Linked DNA regions of Mus musculus: region 2 is linked to region 1. Evidence: chromatin contacts called from public Hi-C data. All regions are on one chromosome and are shown on one strand. The core of a region is the stretch at or near the end of the contact, and the rest is flanking DNA. Distances in the headings are between cores, read along the strand shown.

Region 1 (4,873 bases), core at 2,000-4,499:
TGCATAGTTGAAAACAAATACCATAGGTGTTAGTTTCTTTAAGTTGACGCAGCAGAGTTTTACAACTGTAATCTGTGGGATTGACTTCAAGTCCCTCAACTGTCAAGTAGAAGAAAAGTGGGTTTCAAATGGACTGAGTGTGCCAAAAGTCACGGTGAAAACACATGGAGGGCGAGAGCCGCAATTCTCTTGACTTCCAGCCCAGTTCTCCACTCTCAGTGTCCCCAAGACGACAGACACAAGCTCTTTGCAGGCAACAGCACTGACGGTTGTCTTCTTTTGGGAAGATTAATATAAGTGTGATAGGCAAATGAGATACCACTAGAAACATTCCCGGGAAGGGATCTATTTCCAAACTCCAATAAGTACAAAGGACAAGCTCAGACAATAGATTTAGTAAATCATGATCTTTTTTATTATTAGGTTTTTAGTTCATCATTAGTTTTTTTTTTTTTTTAGCTATTTGAGAAAAGAATAAAAATACAACCATCTAAGACTATAGGTTTTAGTAGTCATCATGAAGTGAAATGAATTATAATTTGATAACCAAGAGCGCTAGGAAACTTCTGTCAGGTTAATGTGTCTGTCGCTTTATCCTGCCTAGCTTAGAATTACATATGATACTGCATGCAGAGGACCTTGCAGGGACTATGGAAAGATACAAGGAACAAAACATCCAGAGTTTAAAAAGGCCAGATAAAGCATTCCAGTTGTCCTGAGGTGCGGTTTTCAGCATTCCAGTTGTCCTGAGGTGCGGTTTTCAGCCCTTCCAGACAGACACATGAGGTAAAGTGAACTATTAAGTCCCGATAACAGGATGAGCTGAGGCACCATATAAAAATTCCTAGGATGTATTCAGAACAAAGGTTATTCTGGTGACATAAAATGCGCCCCAAAACCAGAGTGCGGGATTTGAAAACAGAGTGCTTTGGTTTGAATGCAAGGACTTGGGGGTTATATTAGGAACTACAATCCCAAATAACTTAGACATATAACAAAGGTAACACAAGGAGAAGGTGAATATCTGCTCACTGATGATACAACACTGGCCCAAGTTACAAAACAAACAAACAAACAAACAAACAAACAAAAAGTTCCTAGCTGGAAAGGTGTTTCAGACAAAACTAACTCTTTGAGAAATATTGTAGCACGTACAATCACTGAGAACAATGTCATTTTAAAAAGTAGCCTAGGGCAGGGGATGTAGTTCAGTAGGAACAATGTTTACAAAGCCCCAAGTTTGAGCCTCTTAAAAGCCTTAGGGTGAAGCCCTACCTGCCTCTAATCCCAATGTTTAGGGGATGAAGGCAAGAGGGTTGGACGTTCAAGGTCATCCTTTGCTCTATATCCAGTTAGAGGTCATCTTGTGCTACATGGGACCCCATAATCCCCCCCCCCAAGATGTTGGCCTTACAACTTTAAAAAAATGTCATGAAATATGAAATGAATCATTATGAGTTTGCCATGTAACAGATGTAGAAATAAATGCACTCAGTTTTTAAAAGTAAAATCCAAATGAATGATTACCTAAGTTTGGTAGAAACAAAATTATGTGCTGAAGAATGTAATGACTTTAAGGTGTGGGGGAGGGGTCAAGGCATTCCAAACCTTCTAGGTTGATTCCAGTGAACAGGCAAAGCTGTCAATCAAAGGAAGCAGCAGGGGCTAACAGCACATAGCTTGCCTTGGCAGAGAGGGTTATGTATATAGGACGGATTGTTCATGGTGGTAGTGGGTGGGGCTAATCCGGCCTGGCTCTGAATGCCAGTTACATGATTTTGAGAACATTTGTTAACTTCCTCCTAACTTCGTTTTATTTATTTATTTATTTATTTATTTATTGTTTCAAATTAGGGTAGCATTTTCCTTATAAGAGTGAGAAAGTGCTTGAGAAATTTTCAAAAGTTGACAGTATTTCAGGGAAAACCTTTCATTCATTAAGAGTCCAGGAAGGTCTACTTTCTTGCTTTAGTGAGACCCGTGCCTGGTTCGGTGAAAGGCTTTAGAGGAACAAAGCAATGTGAGTTAGAGGCTCTGTGATAAGAAGATGGTAAATTAGATGGGAGGGGGGTGCGGAGTGGGGGGAGAGAGGATACAAAGCAAGTTAAGGTGCAAATTTATACTGGAGTCTTGGACAACCACCACCACCCCCGCAACACACACCAACCTCTAAGAAAGATGGCTGACATCAGTTAACACGATTAACCCTCCCTTTAACCTCCTCTCCTCAATTAAGGCTCTGCTTTAAAATCCTTACACAAAACGCAGTGAGCGAGCCTAAGTGGTCAGGATTTCTCTGCTCCCCCCACTGTCTTCATTCAGAAAGAGACTTCTCTGTATTTCCATCGCCACTGTACCAAAGGGGATGGGAGAAACGGAATGGATTTTTGTTTATTTGTTTTTCTTTTTCTTTTCTTTTCCTTTACAACCAACTCTTTGGCTCTTCTTTTGGGGTGGTCATATTAGATTAGCTTATCTTTACTTCCCATATCCTCAACTTTTGGCTAGTCAGTGGCAGGGAAGATCGAGCGCTAATCTACTGCAGTCCGGCTCCCACACTGAACGCCTCAGAGACTACTGCGCTGAGTCGGCCAACTTTGGATTCTGGGATTCCCAGGACATCAATCAGGTCAAGCTACATAGAGGTCCACCAGGGGTACATTCCACGCATTCCACTGCTCTCTCTGGGCTCTGTCCTTTAACATCTGGGTTAACTGGATCGTGCAAACAGGGTAACAGGCGCAGAAAACAGCTGGACACGTTGCTGAGCCCAGACTGTACGTGACTAGTTCTTAGAAACCGCTTCTGGATCTCTCTGAGCCAACAAGCTCGTCGGTCTGAGTGCTGGTAGGGAAAGAGCGAGCAAAGCCAGGCAGAGTTTGAACTTCGCCGGGGATGGGGGGGGCAAGTCTGAACTTTTGAGGGCGCTTTTCACTTTTATATAAGTTCTGAAGCTGGCTTCACGCTAAGGTGCAGAATGATAAATCCAGCTTAAATACATATGTTTGCATTCACGTACTTGGCATGTGCTCGCACACAGGGATGTGCCGGGAAAAGCTTAGCTTTTCAGAGCGCTGACCGCCTCCTTTGACGTTTATCTAGGGCGAGCCTTTCCTTTTACTGCGCCTGCGTGCGCGCGCCGCCGACAGGCCCCGCCTCTCTGGTAGGGACCCACAACAGACTTGCGCCGGGAGGCGGGCTGCGCCTGCGCGATCGCCGCGTCAGCCGGTTTCGCGGGGCCGGCGACTGGAAGTCCCGAGAGTTGACTCGTGCTGAGCGTGAGGTTTGCCGCGCCGCGCGTGGGCCAGCGCGCGGAGACTTGAGAAAAAGCGTGGGGTAAAAGTGCTGTCCCGAGCTGCAAGAGTTAGAGGTAGTGTTTCCTTCCGGGCCTGAGCCCGCCGCCCCTTCCCTGCCCCGGCCCCCCCTCCTGGGGACACCCCCCCCCCCCCTAGCGTCCCCTGTTCTGAACTGAGCCCCTGCTGAGGTCATGAAGCTCGTGAGGAAGGATATCGAGAAGGACAATGCGGGCCAGGTCACCCTCGTCCCCGAGGAGCCCGAGGACATGTGGCACACCTTCAATTTAGTGCAGGTGGGCGACAGCCTGCGCGCCTCCACCATCCGCAAGGTCCAGACCGAGTCCTCCACAGGCAGCGTGGGGAGCAACCGTGTCCGCACCACCCTCACCCTTTGCGTGGAGGCCATCGACTTCGACTCCCAGGCCTGCCAGCTGCGGGTGAAGGGGACCAATATCCAAGAGAATGAGTATGTCAAGATGGGGGCTTACCACACCATCGAACTGGAGCCCAACCGCCAGTTCACCCTGGCCAAGAAACAGTGGGACAGTGTGGTTCTGGAACGCATCGAGCAGGCTTGCGACCCGGCGTGGAGCGCTGATGTGGCAGCTGTGGTCATGCAGGAGGGCCTGGCCCACGTCTGCTTAGTCACGCCCAGCATGACCCTTACCCGGGCCAAGGTGGAGGTGAACATCCCCAGGAAACGGAAAGGCAACTGCTCCCAGCATGACCGGGCCCTGGAGCGGTTCTATGAACAGGTGGTCCAGGCCATCCAGCGCCACATAAACTTCGAGGTTGTAAAGTGCGTTCTGGTGGCCAGCCCTGGATTCGTGCGAGAGCAGTTCTGCGATTACATGTTTCAGCAAGCTGTGAAGACGGACAATAAAGTGCTCCTGGAAAACCGCTCCAAATTCCTTCAGGTAAAAATCTTACCCAGAGAGAGTTTCCTAATGTTTTAGAATGGGGAGGAGCCGAAGGCTTGGCTGGGACTATAAATGAGATTGTAACTGAACCCTGCAGTATCTAGCACTTTAAAAAGTTGTCCAAGTCCTTAAACAGGTTAGGCCTTATTCATGTGTTTGTCAAATGTCATCGTGGGCTGATTAATGGATACTTTCAGAGATTCTTTGTCTTTTATAATTGTGATTCTAGGTGCACGCCTCCTCTGGACACAAGTACTCCCTGAAAGAGGCCCTCTGCGACCCTACTGTAGCGAGCCGCCTTTCAGACACAAAGGCAGCGGGCGAAGTAAAAGCCTTGGATGACTTCTACAAAATGTTACAGCACGAGCCCGACCGAGCGTTCTATGGACTCAAGCAGGTGGAGAGGGCCAACGAAGCCTTGGCCATAGACACTTTGCTCATCAGTGACGAGCTCTTCCGGCATCAGGATGTGGCCACCCGGAGCCGGTATGTCAGGCTAGTGGACAGTGTGAAGGAGAATGCGGGCACCGTAAGGATATTCTCTAGTCTCCATGTGTCGGGGGAACAGCTGGGCCAGCTGACGGGAGTAGCCGCCATTCTCCGCTTCCCAGTGCCAGAACTTTCTGACCAAGAGGATGATTCAAGTTCTGAAGAGGA
Region 2 (5,027 bases), core at 2,434-4,933, 3.3 Mb before region 1:
TAACCCTTTTATTAGCACGTACTCAGTGACATTAACTATTTCCTATTAAGCCTCACCTCCTAGTGGCTCCACCACCTTCCCAAAGAGCAAGAGGCTTTCATATAACCCTCAAGGGCAATTTGGGGCACATTTACAATCCAGGTGATATCATAAACTCAAGACACATGACAGTGAGTGACCAATGTACATACCTATAAATTAACAAAAGTGATTCAAAATTTACAGACAACCTGTCTACACTCATGAAATCAAAAGGATACATTTCTACATATCACAGCACTGGAAAACAAAGAAGTAACTAAAGGATAGGAATTCAATAAAATCTATGTAATTTCAATATAAAATGTTCTGGAACAACTGGCCCAGAAACCATAAAATATGCTCCTTTATGTAGCAATCATTGAAGCTGTGTCTGCTGTGAGTACAGAAATACTGAAGCCTTTTTTAATGAAAAGCAACAGTTTCCCCCTAAGTTCATTATTACTTTTTAATCTTTTAAGAACTACATTATATTTCGCTATGTGTGTATGTCGTGTGTGTGTGTGTGTGTGTGTGTGTGTGTGTGTGTGTGCTATAACTGGATGCCAGAGGACAACTTGTAGGAATTGGTTCTCTCCTTATGGTAGTCAGTCTGGGCATCTGCCCTCATTTTCTTAACCTCTAAGTTTATATTTTCGTGGCACTGGATATTGAACCTCTGCTCTCATGCATGCTTTTATCATGGGTTACACCATCAGTCCTCCGGGTCCAATAGCTTCTTCTAACATCCTAATTAAAACTTTAAGTACAGAATATAGAAATACTATACTACAATCTCATACACCTCTACCTAGTTTCCTGTAATGCTAACAGCTTTCTGAGCTACAGTACAATAACAGCACTGTGAGACTGAAACAATCTAAGCAGAATGTAGCTGTCACGATTGCTACATCGTCTTTGACAACTTTTACCACTTTCCTCTCCTCACATTGACTCGTCAAACTCTGCCACTCCTCAATTAGCTTACCAGTTTTGTAATTTGTCATATTAAGAATTCTCTAACAATGAAACAAACATGTAACCTTTTGGTATTGTTAAAAACTCCGTCTAGTTCTAGGTGAAACATTTAGATTAGTACACATATCAATAATCCATTCCTTGTCCTTCTGAAAGTGTTTGAAGTTTATAGATCACTGAACAACTTAATAGTTTATTTGACCTTCCATAATATGTGTGTGTGTGTGTGTGTGTGATGGTTGTGAGTGATGAAATTACATCTTCCCCATAAAGCCCCATGTCAAAGCCCAAGTTTCCATGTGACTGAACTTGTAGAAGTAAAATGTAGTTAAAAGGAAAAGAATAGAGACCTGTAATAAAAGGATTAGTGTTTATACAAGAAAATACAGAGAGCCAATTTTTTTTTAACACTATATGAAGCTGTTTATAAGTCAAGAAGCCCTCACAAGATTCTGACCATAATGAAACTCTCATTTTGGACTTCCATTCTCCAGAAGAATCTCATCAAACAGTCTAAGCTCATTAATACACAGAAAATATTAAATCTAAATTAAGTTATGGTATCTAAGTTCAACAGCTTTCTAGCCACTCTGAGTTGTAGCCAGAATCACGACAATACCAGCAATTATGCCTGGACACCTCTAAGTTTGACTTGTCTCCTTTCTCTTATAAATTCCTACTACTTCCTCATTGTTGTGTGATAGTCACTGGAGAAGGCTTCTCACACATAGATTTAAGCCAATAGAAAGTCTTTATTATTAGCTGATCAACAACTACACCAAGGGATCCCAGGGTGAGCTTTTAACTACAAAAAAATAATAATAATAAAATTAAAAACAAACAAAAAACAAAAAAAACGTGTCCTGAGTTGACATATATCAGTTAACAAAAACAGTCAGAAATGGAACTGAAGCCAAAAAAGCAAGGTTAATAAATTTAGAGACTTTCCCCAGAACTATGGATTTGAATGGATTAGATCTTTGTTTCCATTTTGGCGAGTGCTCTTGTCTATGTGTTGAGTTTTAGGGCCTGAATTCACCTTCTATTATGAAATCAGTTCTGCTAATGTCTGGGTGCCTACTAAGGTTTTGGGTTTCTGTTATACCCATTATCTATATTTTTTTTTCATTCACGTGGCCATTCCACTTGTATCTTCAGGTTATGCTCCCATTTCAGAATCTCTGCATGTGTTTCTCCTTCTGGAACCTCCCTCTCCAGTATTTTCATGACTCATTTCTCAAATGATATCTTTACAAAAAAATAGTCCTCTGGTCAGGCTTTTTACATGGCAAACATCTACCCACACACTAGAGCACACTGATATTTTTCTTTACCCACTTTATTTTTTCCATGGCACCTATGAGTTTATAATAAATCATAAAGTTATGTATTATGATTACGATTTTCCTTCCTGTTAAGAATGCAAGGTCTCAGCCGGGCGTGGTGGTGCACGCCTTTAATCCCAGCCCTTGGGAGGCAGAGGCAGGTGTATTTCTGAGTTCGAGGCCAGCCTGGTCTACAGAGTGAATTCCAGGATAGCCAGGGCTATACAGAGAAACCCTGTCTCGAAAAACAAACAAAACAAAACAAAACAAAAAGAATGCAAGGTCTCTTTGGCTCACTAAGTAAGAAGACATTTAGCACCGTAACACATAGGGCGCACTCATAAATATCCATTAAATGAAACAGCTTGAGTAGCAGACAACCTGGGACCTAGTACCACCTCTGCCCCTAAGACAGTGGGTAGCTTTTGGCTTTATGTCTGCTTCCTTGCATGCAACTGAAAAGATTTGAATCATATTAGGCTGAAAAATAAAGTAATAGCTTCTTTATTAAGTTTATTGTAAAGAATCAGTTCATTTCAAACTAGTAAAGAGTTTAATACACAGCAAAATTCAAACAAATTGCTTAGTATGATTTATTTCATGTATTCCCCGACGTCTTGTATATTCAACTAAAAACACATTTCCCCGTTTCAAAATAAATTATATTACCTCATTAGCACTGAAGAATGTATGAAATAGTTTTCCTAAAGTTTAGTCGCGTTCACAGGTAAGTGATGCTGATATAATTTTTATAATTAGCAAGAATAAGTAAAGACATGTTGTATTTCATAAAATTCTAGTTCTAAAGGTGATGGAGGGTAACAGACTATATGAGGTACACAAATGACGTCAGAACTGTATGGATTTTAAGTTTCTCTTTGGAAGATATTTCTTTGTTTGTTTGTTTGTTTTGTTTTGTTTTGGAGACAGGGTTTCTCTGTATAGCCCTGGCTGTCCTGGAACTCACTCTGTAGACCAGCCTGGTCTCGAACTCAGAAATACACCTGCCTCTGCCTCCCAAATGCTGGGATTAAAGGCGTGCGCCACCACCGCCCGGCTGGAGGATATTTCTGAATGTTTGCGTGTGAAAAAAAGTGCGAGTTCCTAAAACATCCTACGAGCAAGGACTTTAATTGTTTCATTCTTCAGAGCATAACCGGTGGGAAAATATCTGGGGTAAGCGAATTTTTATCGCAGACAAATACTCAAAAAGAATACAACAAACTTCAAGGAGCATACTGATTGGTTGCAAACTGGATGACACAACGCACCACAGACACTCAGAGCACCCGCCTCCAAGAAGCGATTGGTCCCTACGGCAAGCGAAGAGGAACAATTCCTGCCAGTTGACCTCAAGTTCCGGGTCGCGGCGGGCGAAAATGGCGGCGGCCAGGTATTGGAAGCTGGTGCCCCGCGGCCGGGGATTGTCCCAGAATGCCGCTGCTAAGGCGTCCGCTACGGCCCCGGAGGTGAGAGACCTGGAGGTCGTGGCGACGCCCGTCGCGCGGTACCCGCCGATCGTGGCTTCCATGACCGCCGACAGCAAAGCGGCGCGGCAGCGGCGGGTGCAGCGCTGGCAGGCGACGGTGCACGCGGCCCCCTCGGTGGACGAGAAGATACGGATTCTCACCAAGATGCAGTTCAAGAAGTACGTGGTGCATCCGCAGATCTCCGCCTTGAACGCCGACCGCTGGTACCAGAGCTTCACCAAGACCGTGTTTGTCTCGGGCCTGCCGCCCGCCCCGGCGCTGTCGCCGCCGCCGCCCTCGCTCGACCTCGCCGCCCTGCGCGCCGCCGTGTGCGACTGCATCTTGCAGGAGCAGGTCTACGTGCGGCGCCGCCGGCCCCGCTCCCTCTTCGATCGTCGCCAGGCCCTCGCCTCCTCCATCCTGGACCAGGTAGTGAGGACGCTCGTGAACCTGCTCGCTCCACTCAACCCTGTCCTGAGCACTGCCGCTCTCGGTGAGCTTGGAACTCCCACCCTGAACGGGGGAAGTGGGGACGCCGTCGGCCAAGCTTTCCTGCAGGTTCAGTAGCACTCACTGAGTTAGGACTTACGGACCAAGTTTCAGGCGGCCTGCCCTCCTAAGGACTACTTGTTAAAGTTTAGTCTCACCCGAAGCTCATCACGTTTCCATGCTTTGATCAGGTTTTGTGTCTGAGCAGCCAAAAGTTTCTAAGAGACGGTTGTCTTTTGACTGCTTCACACGAAAGCTGGGTGACCATGGGTAAAACATCAACCTCTCTTACTTTGCCTTAATATCAAGATGAGAATTACTGTAATACTGTTTGGCCCTAGAATGTCGAAAGGTAAATAAGATATTATCAGCGTTACTAACATTTTCTTAGCATTTACTACTGTGTGTCGATCCCTTTCCCAAATGTTCTAAATGCCACCTACTTAATCCTCATAATAACAGAGTACATATCATGGATTCATTTTATAAATGAAGAGTGAAAAAGACACACGGTAAGTGTTGCTGCCTTCAGGCCCAACATCTGGTAGGTTGAGGGGTCAAGATTTGGTCCCAGTAAACAGAAATTTTCGTTCAGTGTGGACGTGAAAAAGAATGTATGTTTTTGTTTGGTTTTGATGGGGTGGTAGTACAGAAGGTTGAACTCAGGGACTAGAATACTCTCTGTCTTTGAGTTACACCCCAGCTGATAATGTGTTTGTAATCCGTTTATGTCTATAACCCAGAAGGT

What was found. Hi-C and Micro-C count contacts between places; a contact is called where the count stands out from the background.
Region 2: a Hi-C map of CD4 T cells shows a contact between it and region 1, with 4 times the contacts expected there. The contact joins the promoter of Mrps30 here to the promoter of Pelo in region 1.

What each region holds. Positions count from the first base shown.
Region 1 is chr13:115,088,534-115,093,406 of GRCm38.p6, reverse strand. It overlaps Pelo (pelota mRNA surveillance and ribosome rescue factor), which reads left to right and starts at 3,249. Exons shown (of 2, transcript NM_134058.3): 1 at 3,249-4,213; 2 at 4,446-4,873. The coding sequence starts at 3,488. The region is part of intron 1 of Itga1 (integrin alpha 1); the gene reads left to right.
Region 2 is chr13:118,385,908-118,390,934 of GRCm38.p6, reverse strand. It overlaps Mrps30 (mitochondrial ribosomal protein S30), which reads left to right and starts at 3,683. Exons shown (of 5, transcript NM_021556.3): 1 at 3,683-4,283. The coding sequence starts at 3,701.